2 separate regions of the Macaca mulatta genome follow, and region 2 is linked to region 1. A link is a contact called in public Hi-C data. All regions are on one chromosome and are shown on one strand. Each heading gives the region's core, a stretch centred on a gene start, on an enhancer-like site or on the middle of the called end of the contact. The rest is flanking DNA. Distances are from core to core; before and after follow the strand shown. Region 1 has its middle 130 kb from the start of ARNTL. Region 2 overlaps MICAL2 (microtubule associated monooxygenase, calponin and LIM domain containing 2).

What was found. A called contact is a pair of places that touch in the nucleus more often than the background predicts.
Region 2: a Hi-C map of fetal cortex germinal zone shows a contact between it and region 1, with 2.9 times the contacts expected there. The contact joins two enhancer-like sites. A contact is called at or near these places in 2 of 14 Hi-C or Micro-C datasets (fetal cortex germinal zone and fetal cortical plate).

The regions. Positions count from the first base shown.
Region 1 is chr14:52,248,282-52,254,138 of T2T-MMU8v2.0, forward strand. No RefSeq gene overlaps it. Among named protein-coding and RNA genes, the nearest start is that of ARNTL, 130 kb to the left of the region's middle. Within about 2 kb of position 3,415, at least 7 of the 40 cell types and tissues checked have an H3K27ac peak or open chromatin away from gene starts, as enhancers often do. A contact at or near this core is called in fetal cortex germinal zone, where this site is marked.
Region 2 is chr14:53,129,003-53,134,859 of T2T-MMU8v2.0, forward strand. The region is part of intron 27 of MICAL2 (microtubule associated monooxygenase, calponin and LIM domain containing 2); the gene reads right to left. Among named protein-coding and RNA genes, the nearest start is that of PARVA, 41 kb to the left of the region's middle. Within about 2 kb of position 3,574, at least 4 of the 40 cell types and tissues checked have an H3K27ac peak or open chromatin away from gene starts, as enhancers often do. A contact at or near this core is called in fetal cortex germinal zone, where this site is marked.

The DNA of each region.
Region 1 (5,857 bases), core at 2,165-4,664:
ATACATAACAATAGCAAAAGAGGATGTGAGAGAGTTAAAAATAAAGAAATATGTGTACCTAATAACATATACAAATAATATTAAGCAAAAATTGATAAAAACTAACTGTAAAACCAGAAAAATCTGTAATCATAATGGGATTGGTACTCAATAATTATTTTAATGAGGAGACAAAAAATATCAGTAAAGATATTGAAAGTTTGAGCAATAAAATGTACAACTTAACATAAGTAGCATCTGACTTAAGTGCAGTGGAATGCTGCATCCAACAACCACAGAATACATGTTTTCTTTTCAAATACACAAGGGGCAGTTATCAAAATTCACCATTTATTGGTCCATAAAGCAAATCTCAACAAATTTCTAAGGATTAAAATAATAGTGTATGTTTTCCAACCGCAGTGGAAGTAAGTCAGAAATAAACAACAATAAAAGAAACTAGAAAATAACTCTGAAAAAAAATCCCTAAATGTTTAGAGATACTCTTCCAAATAAATAATTGCTTAAATAAGACATCATAATGAAAATTAGGAAATTTAAATTAGAAATTAAATCTGTTCCAACTTTAGGTCATTGTCTTGCTCCCACATCTCATCATAGGTTGTCGGAAGCAGCCAGGTCACATTTTGAACACTTCGCTGCTTAGAAATTTCTTCCACTAGATACCCGAAGTCATCTTAAGTTCAAACTTCCACAAATCCTTAGGACATGAACACAATGCAGCCAAGTTTTTTGCTATGATGTGACGTGGGCAATATTTACTCCAGTTCCCAATAAGTTCCTCATTTCCATCTGAGACCTTGTCAGCCTGGACTTCACTGTCCATATCTCTATCAGCATTTTGGTCACAACCATTTAACCAGTCTCTAAGAAGTTCCAAACTTTCCCACATCTTCCTGTTTTCTTCTAAGCCCTCCAAAGTCTTCTAACCTCTACCTGTTACCCAGTTCCAAAGCTACTCCCACATTTTCAGTTATCTTTATAGTAACACTCTACTCCTCAATACCAATTTTCTGTGTTGGTCCATTTGTGTTACTATAAAGGAATACCTGAGACTGGGTTACTTATAAAGAAAAGAGGTTTAATTGGTTCATGGTTCTGCAAGCTGTACAGAAAGCATGGTGCCAGCATCTGCTTGGCTTTTGTGAGGCCTTCAGGAGCTTACAATCATGGTGGAAGAAAAAGCAGTAGCAGGCATGTCACATGGCAAGAACAGGAGTGAGAGAGAGAAAGGGGAAGTTTACACTCCTTTAAACAACCAGATCTGTGAGGAAGACAGAACCTTAGGGTTCTCTAGAGGGACAGAACTAATGGAATATAATATGTGGTATATTATATATATAAACTATATATATATGTATGTTTATTAAGTATTAACTCACATTATCACAAGATCCCACAATAGGCAGTCTATAGGCTGAGGAGCAATGAAAGCCAGTTCGAGTCCCCAAACTGAAGAACTTGGAGTCCGACGTTTGAGGGCAGGAAACATCCAGCACAGGAGAAAGATGTAGGCTGGAAGGCTAGGCCAGTCTCTCTTTTCACATTTTTCTGCTTGATTATATTCTAGCTACTCTGGCAGCTGAATAGATAGTGCCTAACCAGATTAAGGGTGGGTCTGCCTTTCCCAGCCCACTGACTCAAATGTTAATCTCCTTTGGCAACACCCTCACAGACACACCCAGGATCAGTACTTTGTATCCTTCAATCCAATCAAGTTGACACTCAGTATTAACCATCACAGACCCTAAACAACCCAACCTATAGCCTTCTATAGGCTAGGTTTGGCTGGGCCTGGAGACTGGGCCAGATTTAAAACCAGAGGTAGAAAAGAAAGAGAGAGATCAGATAGTGGCTTAGACATGGAATTTGCTCTATTGAGGGCCATACTGTCAAAAGGCCTGGCCCATGGGTCCTCAGTGCCTGTTCTTAATCTCCCACCTGTCCCCTACTGCCCACCCTCCTGCTCCCATACTGCTGCCTCCACCCCAGGCCAAGGGAGCTCCAGCAGTGACTTGGAGCTGGAGAATTCCTCCTGTCCCTGCCCAGCAGATGTGTGTGAGTGAAGGGATTGGGGGTGGGGGAGGAGCCTATGACACTAAAGAATCTCCTGGTTCCTTAGGAGACTACATGCTCCTAAGGTCTAGGTTGGAATCTGGAGTGGGTTTTCCCCAGAAATATTTTTACATTTACTTCCATCATCACAACATGATTGTTTAGATAGATGAGTGAAGAATGGCATGAATTTTATGGATTGGCTGGACCTAACATTGTTTCTATGGTGAAATGTTTCAAATACATAGCAACTAAGTCCCCAAGATGAGAAAATGTCTTCATTTACTAGGTGAAGAAAGACATACTTAACCCACGCCCCTGCTATTTGAACTGACGCCATATGGGAACTTCGGCATTCTTGAATCTTATAGAAGCTGCCCTTGCCCTTCTTTCACGTCCTCCATTTTGAGGAGACCAAACCCACTATCCTTTGGCAGCTAAGGGTGTTTGGAAGCGACTCATGTAGGGAACTCACTGGTTTCCCACTAGCATGAGCGTATCAGTCAAATGATTAGTCCCCTGCCTCACATGTAGACCAATGACCCTGGAAATTGTTCTGTCACACTCCTCCAGTTCTCTGACAATCTGATAGGTGCTGGGAACACACTGCCTGGAGGTGACTTGTTTGCTTGGTTTAAGTGGTTCAGCTGAAGATTTCAACAGAGCTTTGCTGAATTCCTATTGCAATACCAGTAGCCAGTGTTTAAACATTCATACCTCATGAAGCCAGACGATATCCAGAAATGGCACGGCTCTGAGATGCATCTTACCAAGATCACTGAGATGCTGTGGCCTGAATGCCCATTTAACTAGGAAGAATTCTATGCAAGAAAAAAGCACGTTTACAAAGTCTGAAGGCTTCCTTGAGTTAGTATATTTGAAGGGTTGTCTTTTCTTTCATATGTGTTCCGACAAATTTTATGTTTGACTTGATGTCTGTGTGGCTTTCTGAAATGATAATGGGTGTCAATAAATATATGGCTATGTCCACATTTTAAAGTGTCAGAATAGAAGCACATTGGAGCCAATGTGGCATAGAATAAAGACTATATGAGCTTTATCACTGGACAGAGCAGGTTACAATCCAGGAGCTTTGACTTATCAGCTGTGTGTCCTCGACACAGTTACTTAGCTTCCCTGAGCGTGTGTCCTTAGATGTGAAATAGGAATAAGGGCACTTTACTTGCCTCATGGAGCTGCAGTAAGTATTAAACTTGGAACAAACATGTATACATCTACTTGTTACCTGGCATATTGAAGGTGCCCGGTAAATTGTAGACAAAAATATTTAGGATCTCATGTCATCTGAAACATAGAATACATTGGTGGATGCTGGCTGCATTTACTATGAGGAACGATAGAGGGCAGACTTTACAAAGTTATGTATAAAACACATTGTCTTTCATTTTGACTTCCAAGAGGGTAGTGAGAATTGCATAAATGACTTTCTTAAATGTTTTGGCTGAAAGATGCCTCTATCGCTACTTTTAATTTCTTCGCAGAAACTGGGGGTTTCCTGTTAGGCAAGAATTCCAGAGAAGGATATTGGGCAATGTTTAATTGACAACTTTCATCACCATGTACATGCCTGGTCCCCCAGATAATGGTGGAGCATTTTTGGCAGGTTTCTGACCACCTCTATACCTGTCATAGATTTTCTGATAGGTAGAGGAAATGAAAGATGCGGAATTTTCCTGACATCGTTTCAAATTGCATCATTTCAAAACAGTATGAAGTGTGTGACTAGAAGCATTATGGAATACAGAAAATCAACTTGCAGCTAACTGGCAATCAGGTTACCTCTAAATTAGCGGTGGATCGGGCTGAGTGTGAATTCCATTCCACCATGAAAGAATGAATGGACATTTAACAAATATTTGTGGAACTCTGGAAACCTCCTGAAATGTAAACATTTGTTCCAGTTTACACTGCCATCTGCAGTCTTTGGGGGAACCAGCCTCACTGAATCTCCACAGCATTGTTATTTATCACTGCTTGACATTTTCGATAATTTAGAGATAAAAAAATGGTCTAAGTTGCTTTACCTAGAATTTTTTGCTTACTGAAGATTACCTATCTGTGGACTTCAACATTTTTCTTTTTTAAATGTATGTATGATTATATCTTTGGCTCACTTTTCTATTTGAATCCTGACAGTGTTTTTCTTAAGTTCTATAATGGGCTTTTTGAAAATCATTGGTATCATCCTTTGCAAAATGTAAGTGATACAGTTTTGTTAGTCTATGATTTCCTTGGTAGAGACCACAGAACATGGCAAACACTGAAAAATGTGTATTGAATTATGTTCTTTTAAATCATCTTATATTTAAAAAGTTTTAAAAATATAAAAGAACTATGTACTCATTGTTTTTTAAAAAATAAATATGTAGGCAAAGTAGAAAGATCCCCACTCAAAGGCAATCACTGTAGTTGTTACCAGGTACTTTTAATTTATTTTAATACCTGAGTACTGTTCCTGCAAGTTATATTCTTATTTACCTATTTTCTAGTGCGTTCTCAGTTTTCAATTTTGCCCTATCATATACTGTTGTTACAAGAACAAAACACTAAATTATAAATATTTGTATTTACAATTCTATTGCAGTCTTCAAACCATGTGATCACCTCCCTCCCACAACACATACACACACATGCACACATACACACTCAACCACCTCCCTCCCACGACACACACACACCCATGCACACACACACTCAACCACCTCCCTCCCACAACACACATGCACACACACAAACCACTTCCCTTGCACAACACACATACACATGCAGACACACACAACCACCTCCCTCCCACAACACACACACACACATGCACACACACAGCCATCTTCCTCCCACAACACACACACACGCACACACACACACAACCACCTCCCTCCCACAAAACACACACACGCACACACACACTCAACCACCTCCCACTCACAACATACACACACATGCACACACACACACAACCACCTCCCTCCCACAGCACACACACATGCACACACACACTCAACCACCTCCCTCCCACAACACACACACACATGTACACATACACGTATATATACTCTAAAAACAGCAAGTCCAGGGGAAGAGATTTTTGCTCTGCTGACTTCGGGGGAGTAGAAGACGTTATGAATGGCTGAAGATAAAAGGAATAGTTTACTAAGCAGGTAGTTGGGTTTGCCCAGAAGGAACACATATCAGAGGAATAGGTTATGGGATAAAGAAGATGATGGAGTTGCACTTTTGGAAGAGAGGTAGAGATGATTAAAGAGGATTTTAATGAAGTCTTGATGTATAAACCACTGCTACACATGTGGGATAATGAATTATTTATCTGTCTGTGATATGCTAAGTGAAAAAATTGTCAGCCAGGCTCAGTGGCTCATGTCTGTAATCCCAGCACTTTGGGAGGCCAAGGCAGGTGGATCACGAGGTCAGGAGTTCAAGACCAGTCTGGCCAATATGGGGAAACTCCATCTCTACTAAAAATACAAAAAATTAGCCAGATGTGGTAGCACCCGCCTGTAGTCCCAGCTACTCAGGAGGCTGAGGCAGAAGAATCGCTTGAACCCAGGAGGCAGAGGTTGCAGTGAGCCAATATCGTGCCACTGCACTCCAGCCTGGGCGACAGAGTGGGACTCCGTCTCAAAAAAAATTGTCAGTCAGCATTTAGAAACTTTTATAGCACTTTGGCATTGCTGCAAACCCAAGTGCATAATGCCCATCCGTGGACTGGTTTTGTAGAACAGGGAATGTGAGAAATCACATGACTAGTGTAATAGGACCACAT
Region 2 (5,857 bases), core at 2,324-4,823, 880 kb after region 1:
TGACTACGCCATTTTAATCAGGGACTTGAGCATCCTCAAATTTTGGTACCTTCAGGGATTCTGGAACAAATCCTCTGTGGATAACAGAGTGTGACTGTATATTTTCCAAATGAGTGGCTTTTCATTTCCTTTATGGTATCTATTGACTAACACTTGAGGTAAAAAAAATTCTTCTTAACATCTCAAGTTTCAATTTTCACATTAAAGTCCTTAATCTTTATGGAATTGATTTGTTTGTATGGTACAAAACAAGACTCAATTTCGTTTTTTCCTCTATGGAAACCAATTGTCTCAGAATCACTTACTTCCTGTGATCTCTAGTGCTATTGCTGGCTTATATCAACTTTTCATATATATGAGATTATGTTTGGGTCCTCTGGTGACTTTCCGCAAAGTATTAAAATTGGCTCCATAAGATAGTACATGTTTTTTGCTAGACTAGGTACCTTATATTTTTGATGCTAACATAAGTGATATCTTTGTTACTTCATTTTCTAGGTGTTTCATGCTGAGATATTAAAATGCAATTAATTTTTCTAGTTTGAGCTTATATCCAGTCACTGTTATTTAGGTCCTTATTATGTTTAATAGTTTACTTGTACATTTTGGGGGTTTTTTCAAATAGACGATCATAGCATCCAGAAATAACAAAAATTTTTTTTCTGTCTTTCCAAACCTTTTGCCTTTCTCTGCCTTGTCTTACCACACTGGTTGGGATCTCCTGCACGATGTTAAATAGAAGACTTAAGAGTAGGCAACATTATTTTATTACCGATTTTTGAAGAAATGCTTCTATTTAACAGTGATGTTTGCTGCATGGTTTTGGATGATATGTTTCAATTAAGAAAGTTCTATTCTGCTCCATCGTGTTTTTTTTTTTGTTTTTGCTAAAAGTTTTTAGCAAATGGATGTTAAATTGTGTCAAATGATTTTCCTTCTTCTATTGAAAAGACCATAAGATTTTCCTCTTTAATTTTTCAATATGGTAGTTGTAAAATCACCCTTAGATTGCCAGATTTAAAAATTAATGGGATTAAGTGTTCATTATATTCTTTTATCTTTTTGAATCTTTGCTGTATCTGTGGTTGCATCTGCCCTTTCCATTTCTTCTTTATTTCTGTCTTCTGTCTTGTTTTTAAAAAACAACTTAAGAGGGTCAGCTTTAGTCTCTTATTAGTTTGTTCAATATTTGGCTTGCAATGAGGCCATGGACTTCCTACTGAGTGGCCAGTGAAGCTGGAAACAGAGGCGAATACATAGCAAGTGGACTGTCGGTATTTGTTGAGTGAGCCAGTCTTCCATAGACTAGGAGTGTTCCTGTACATCTTTGCTGAGTGAGCCAAACTGCAAGGCCCTACCATCCTCTGAACCTGAGCCATTCCTCTAACTAATCAGGTAGAGAATTCCGAGAAGTGGGTCAGGATACTACCGTGTGACTACTGCACAACTACTTGCTTCCTGGGAAAGGGGAAATGGCTCATTTACTGCTTGCTATAAAAGCTGCTGAGTCCTTTTGCTGGGGCTCCCTAGCTATGGGACAACTCACTGCATGCACAGGTGCCATCTGGGCTTGCTATCTGGGCTCATCATGTCACACCATGGGACCTGGGGACAGGGCAACTTGGGCTTCCGTGCTGATGCTCCTGCTGTTTGCTATGCTGTGAATAATAAACTCTCTTGCTCTGATGTACTGAATTTTGTTGTTTACTTTCTGCACCTATAACATTGTGGCAAACAACCCAAATTCCTTGCATGCTTAATCATCCACTTTGAAGTCTTATTACTCCTAGCCATTATCTATAAGGTTGGTGTTCTTTTCTGACAATATCCCACTATATTATGTGACAAAATAATATTATCTGTGTTTCTGTGTTCATGGCTACCTGTATTTAGAGAGACTCCTTTAGAATCACAGAAGATCTCAACCCTTCCCCTGCTCTGCTGATTTATGAATACACAGTAACCAGCCATGTCTAATGATGGATGAAAGGGTACAACCTTTAACCCACTGCCTTCCAGTACCTTTTGAGAACAAATAGTTATGGAAGGAAACCTAAAGAATATCTATTTCCTAAAACCCATTCCCAAATTGTGGCAGAGTGTCAGAGAGGCATGCCTCAAAACCCATAGTCTGCTATCTTTGTTGAACAGCTTTTATTGCATTGCTATTTTTTTTTGGGGGGGGGCGGTGGTGGCGGGGGTGTGGGAGTGATAACAACAAGTCCTCATGGAGATCCTTGTTTGGACCAGGCATGCAAAATTCATGTATTACAAATATTTATAGAAACCAGCTTAAATCTCTTTTAGGGAGTATAGTTATAAATGAATGTGGATGGATGAACAAATAAATACAATTTGAGAAGTCATTGACCATCCAGCTGTGTTTTATAATAACAGGGATATAAAAGAAAAGAGAAGAAATATTTTTGAATACCTATTTGTATTTCAGGTCCTTTTTTGGGTGCTTTACTAACATTATTTCACTTAATCTTTTCTTCATATCACCCCTGTGAGGTTGGTATTATTCATTCAATTTTACAGATGAGAAAATCTGGCAGAAAAGTAAATAATTGTATAAGGACTACATTGGGATTCAGACTCAGGAGGGTCTGACTCTAATGCCTGTGCTCTGTCCAGGACACCTCACTGTACATTCTCCAGGAACTTTTATTCCTCAGGTCCTCAGCAGCAGCGAAAACCATGGAGTCTAAGCCCAACTACTTCCCTGGTTCTGGTGAGGCTTTTGCTGGCATTTCTCACAAAATGTGTGCTCCTGCTGCCACCTGCTGGCACCTTGCACATCCTAATTTTCCTTGGTAAACCCCTCAATCTCCAGGAAGTAGAAACCATCTGGCTCCAAAAAAGGCGAGAAGTTCCATGCAGACAACTAGCTGGTAAATCTTCCCCAAAGCTGGTAAAGTTATAAGGGAATAATTATTCTTATTCGCCTCCCCTGGGGAGAAATCCTTTCTCCTTCGAAGTTACTCAGTTTTCATCAGATTCCAGGTATTGAAGGAAAGCCCAGGTTGTGTATCCAGACCACTTAAATTTGAATGGTGGTCTCTTGCTAGATTGTGGTATTCCATGGCCCTAGTAGGTAACACTGATCATCATATTGACAAGCAACAAGCCAGCAGGTAACAAACAGTGCCTCAACCAACAAGAGTCTAAGTGGCTGCAGAGCTGGGCTTGGCCTCTTTCCAGAAGATGGTAGGGCCCCCAGGAATCAGGTTACTGCATATCCTGGTCCTTCACCTGGCCAGCTAGGACCAAGAGGGGACTTTCTTCCCTCTGTCAAAGACATCTCACAGACACACACACACACACACACACACACACTCACTCCACCACGTCCTGCAAAACATAACGATTTGTCATCTGGGGTGGATTGTTAGATTTTTGTTTTCTTTTGTTTCCCTTTCCTTGACAAAATGGGGAAAAACCCTTCCCGGGGGCGGGAGAGCTTATTTCTGACTGCTGGGAAAAAAGAAAGCAGGAATTGTTGTCACGACAATGAGGAGCTCATCAAAGCCTCATTTTGCTCATCAGCCATCATTGCCCTCCATCCCGCACCCCCGCATGTTCCTCTAATTCAATGCCCGCCTAATGAATAACTCCCAGAACAAAAGCCCCTTTCAGGCAGCCTACATAATTATCAGAGGAGCCTTGCATAACTGTCGCAGACTACTCATGTTTTCAGGTCTGTCTCTAAATTTGGTTATTCACAACCTTTATAGCTCAATATTATTGCCTAACTGTGATCATTTTCTAATTATCCTAATAATACCTATTAAATAATTCCCATTAAATCACTTGAACCGGAGCAGCACAGGCCAGCTCAAATACAACTTAACCTAATAAGCATTGGTCATTCATTAAGCAACAGGGCAATCTCTTAGAGGGACTGAATAGAATACTAAACCACCAAGGAATATTATTATTGCACAAATGTTATTACAAGTTAGAGTATATTAATTTTGGTGCCTGGTTTGCAAAACTTCGAATTGGTTTTGAGGCCACTCTCCGTGACTTGACTCTTTTAGTCTCCAACCCCTTGTTGATCTGCATCTATCACCCACACAAGGACAATCAAGGGAAAAAGGCCCATAAACTTAACAGGGGAATTAAATTACCAAGGATATAAAGGGAATGAATGGAATCCATCTTCTGGCTGGCTTGGCACACCTCTGAAACATCACAAGCTGGCCAGATTTCTTTTGCTATAACTCAAAATAGCTCTCTCTTTTCTTTTCTTTTCTTTTTTTTTTTTTCATATTTGGGGATGAGGAAGATTTTCAGAAGATGCTTTACAATTTTGGTTTCTCTCATTTAAATTTCAAGCAGTAAAAATTAGACAATTCTTTAAAAGAAGATGTGTGTGGATACTTAGTAATATTTTGTAAAATGATGTGAGTAGTGTTTACTGAATGCCTACAACGTAGTCAATACTCTGGCAGAGACTTTGCCTATCAACACCCCTAATTCTCAAAATGACCTGGTAATATGGAGATTAGTATCTTCATTTTTCAGATAAGAAATCTAGGGCCAGAGAGGTTAAGTGATTTTCCCAGGACTATTCAGCCTAAGTGGAGTGGAACAGAATTTGAACACAGGACTTGTTGGCACCCACAGCTCCCCACTTTCCACCATGCCGCTTCTTGGCGTATGTTGCTGGCGGCAAACTGAAGCATACTCTGGCTTTTCTGGTTTTTCCTTTTCCTTTCTAACACTCTCACTGAGATCAGCAGATTCTCAAAGACGAGAACCAGAGCCTTCTGGACTGGGAATATGACCAAACCACCAAACAAGGGCAGTTCATTCTACCGAAAGCCCCACAGCAGCTGTAGAGATGGACAGTGACTCTCAGTCCAGGCAGCAAGAAACTCTTTATATTTGTAAGAAGCCTACTTTTTTTTTTTTTTTCCGGAGACGGAGTCTCGCTCTGTTGCCTGGGCTGGAGTGCACTGGTGCGATCTCAGCTCACTGCAAGCTCTGCCTCCCGGGTTCACGCCATTCTCCTGCCTCAGCCTCCTGAGTTAGCTGGGACTACAGGCGCCCGCCACCATGCCCAGCTAATTTTTTGTATTTTTAGTAGAGACGGGGTTTCACCATGTTAGCCAGGATGGTCTCGATCTCCTGACCTCGTGATCCGCCCGTCTCGGCCTCCCAAAGTGCTGGAATTACAGGCATCTACCGTGCCCAGCCTGTAATAAGCCTACTTCTAATGAGCAAATTTGGGTCATCTTTGCAAGGAAATCCAGCGCATTTTAGTGAAAAAGCAAACAGGTATTGGTTAATCATCTGCTCCAAGCCAGACACTGGTCTATGAATATTACATAAATTATTTTAGCTAATCCTCACCACAAATACAAGTAACTATTATTATCACTCCCAATTTACCAACAAGAAAACTGAGGCACAGAAGAGGTAAAGTCTGACTCTAGCATTTCCCTGAAATCTAGTCCTAAATTAACCATGCAGTTAATGAAACCGAAACCCCAGGATCCCTCACTTGGATGGGTCTTTGCAAGGTTCTGGAAGCAGCCCTCACAATTTTACACACGTGACTTTGCACGAACTCCAGGCCTCAGGAAATCTGGGTCTGCACCTGCTAGTGTCATCGCTGTGACATAACTGGACTTTTAAAGAATTGAAATCCTAATGTTTCACTTGTTAAGTAACAAGTAACCTGTTATTTATATTATTGCACATTATTTCAGTGCTTGGTTTTTCACCTTTTATATCCCAAATGCTGAAGGCTGAAGACATCACATTATAAAATTAAAGAGACAATACCCCCAACAAACTCTTAGGGCCCCCCAATTCATGAGCCACACACCTACTGGAAGATTTCTGA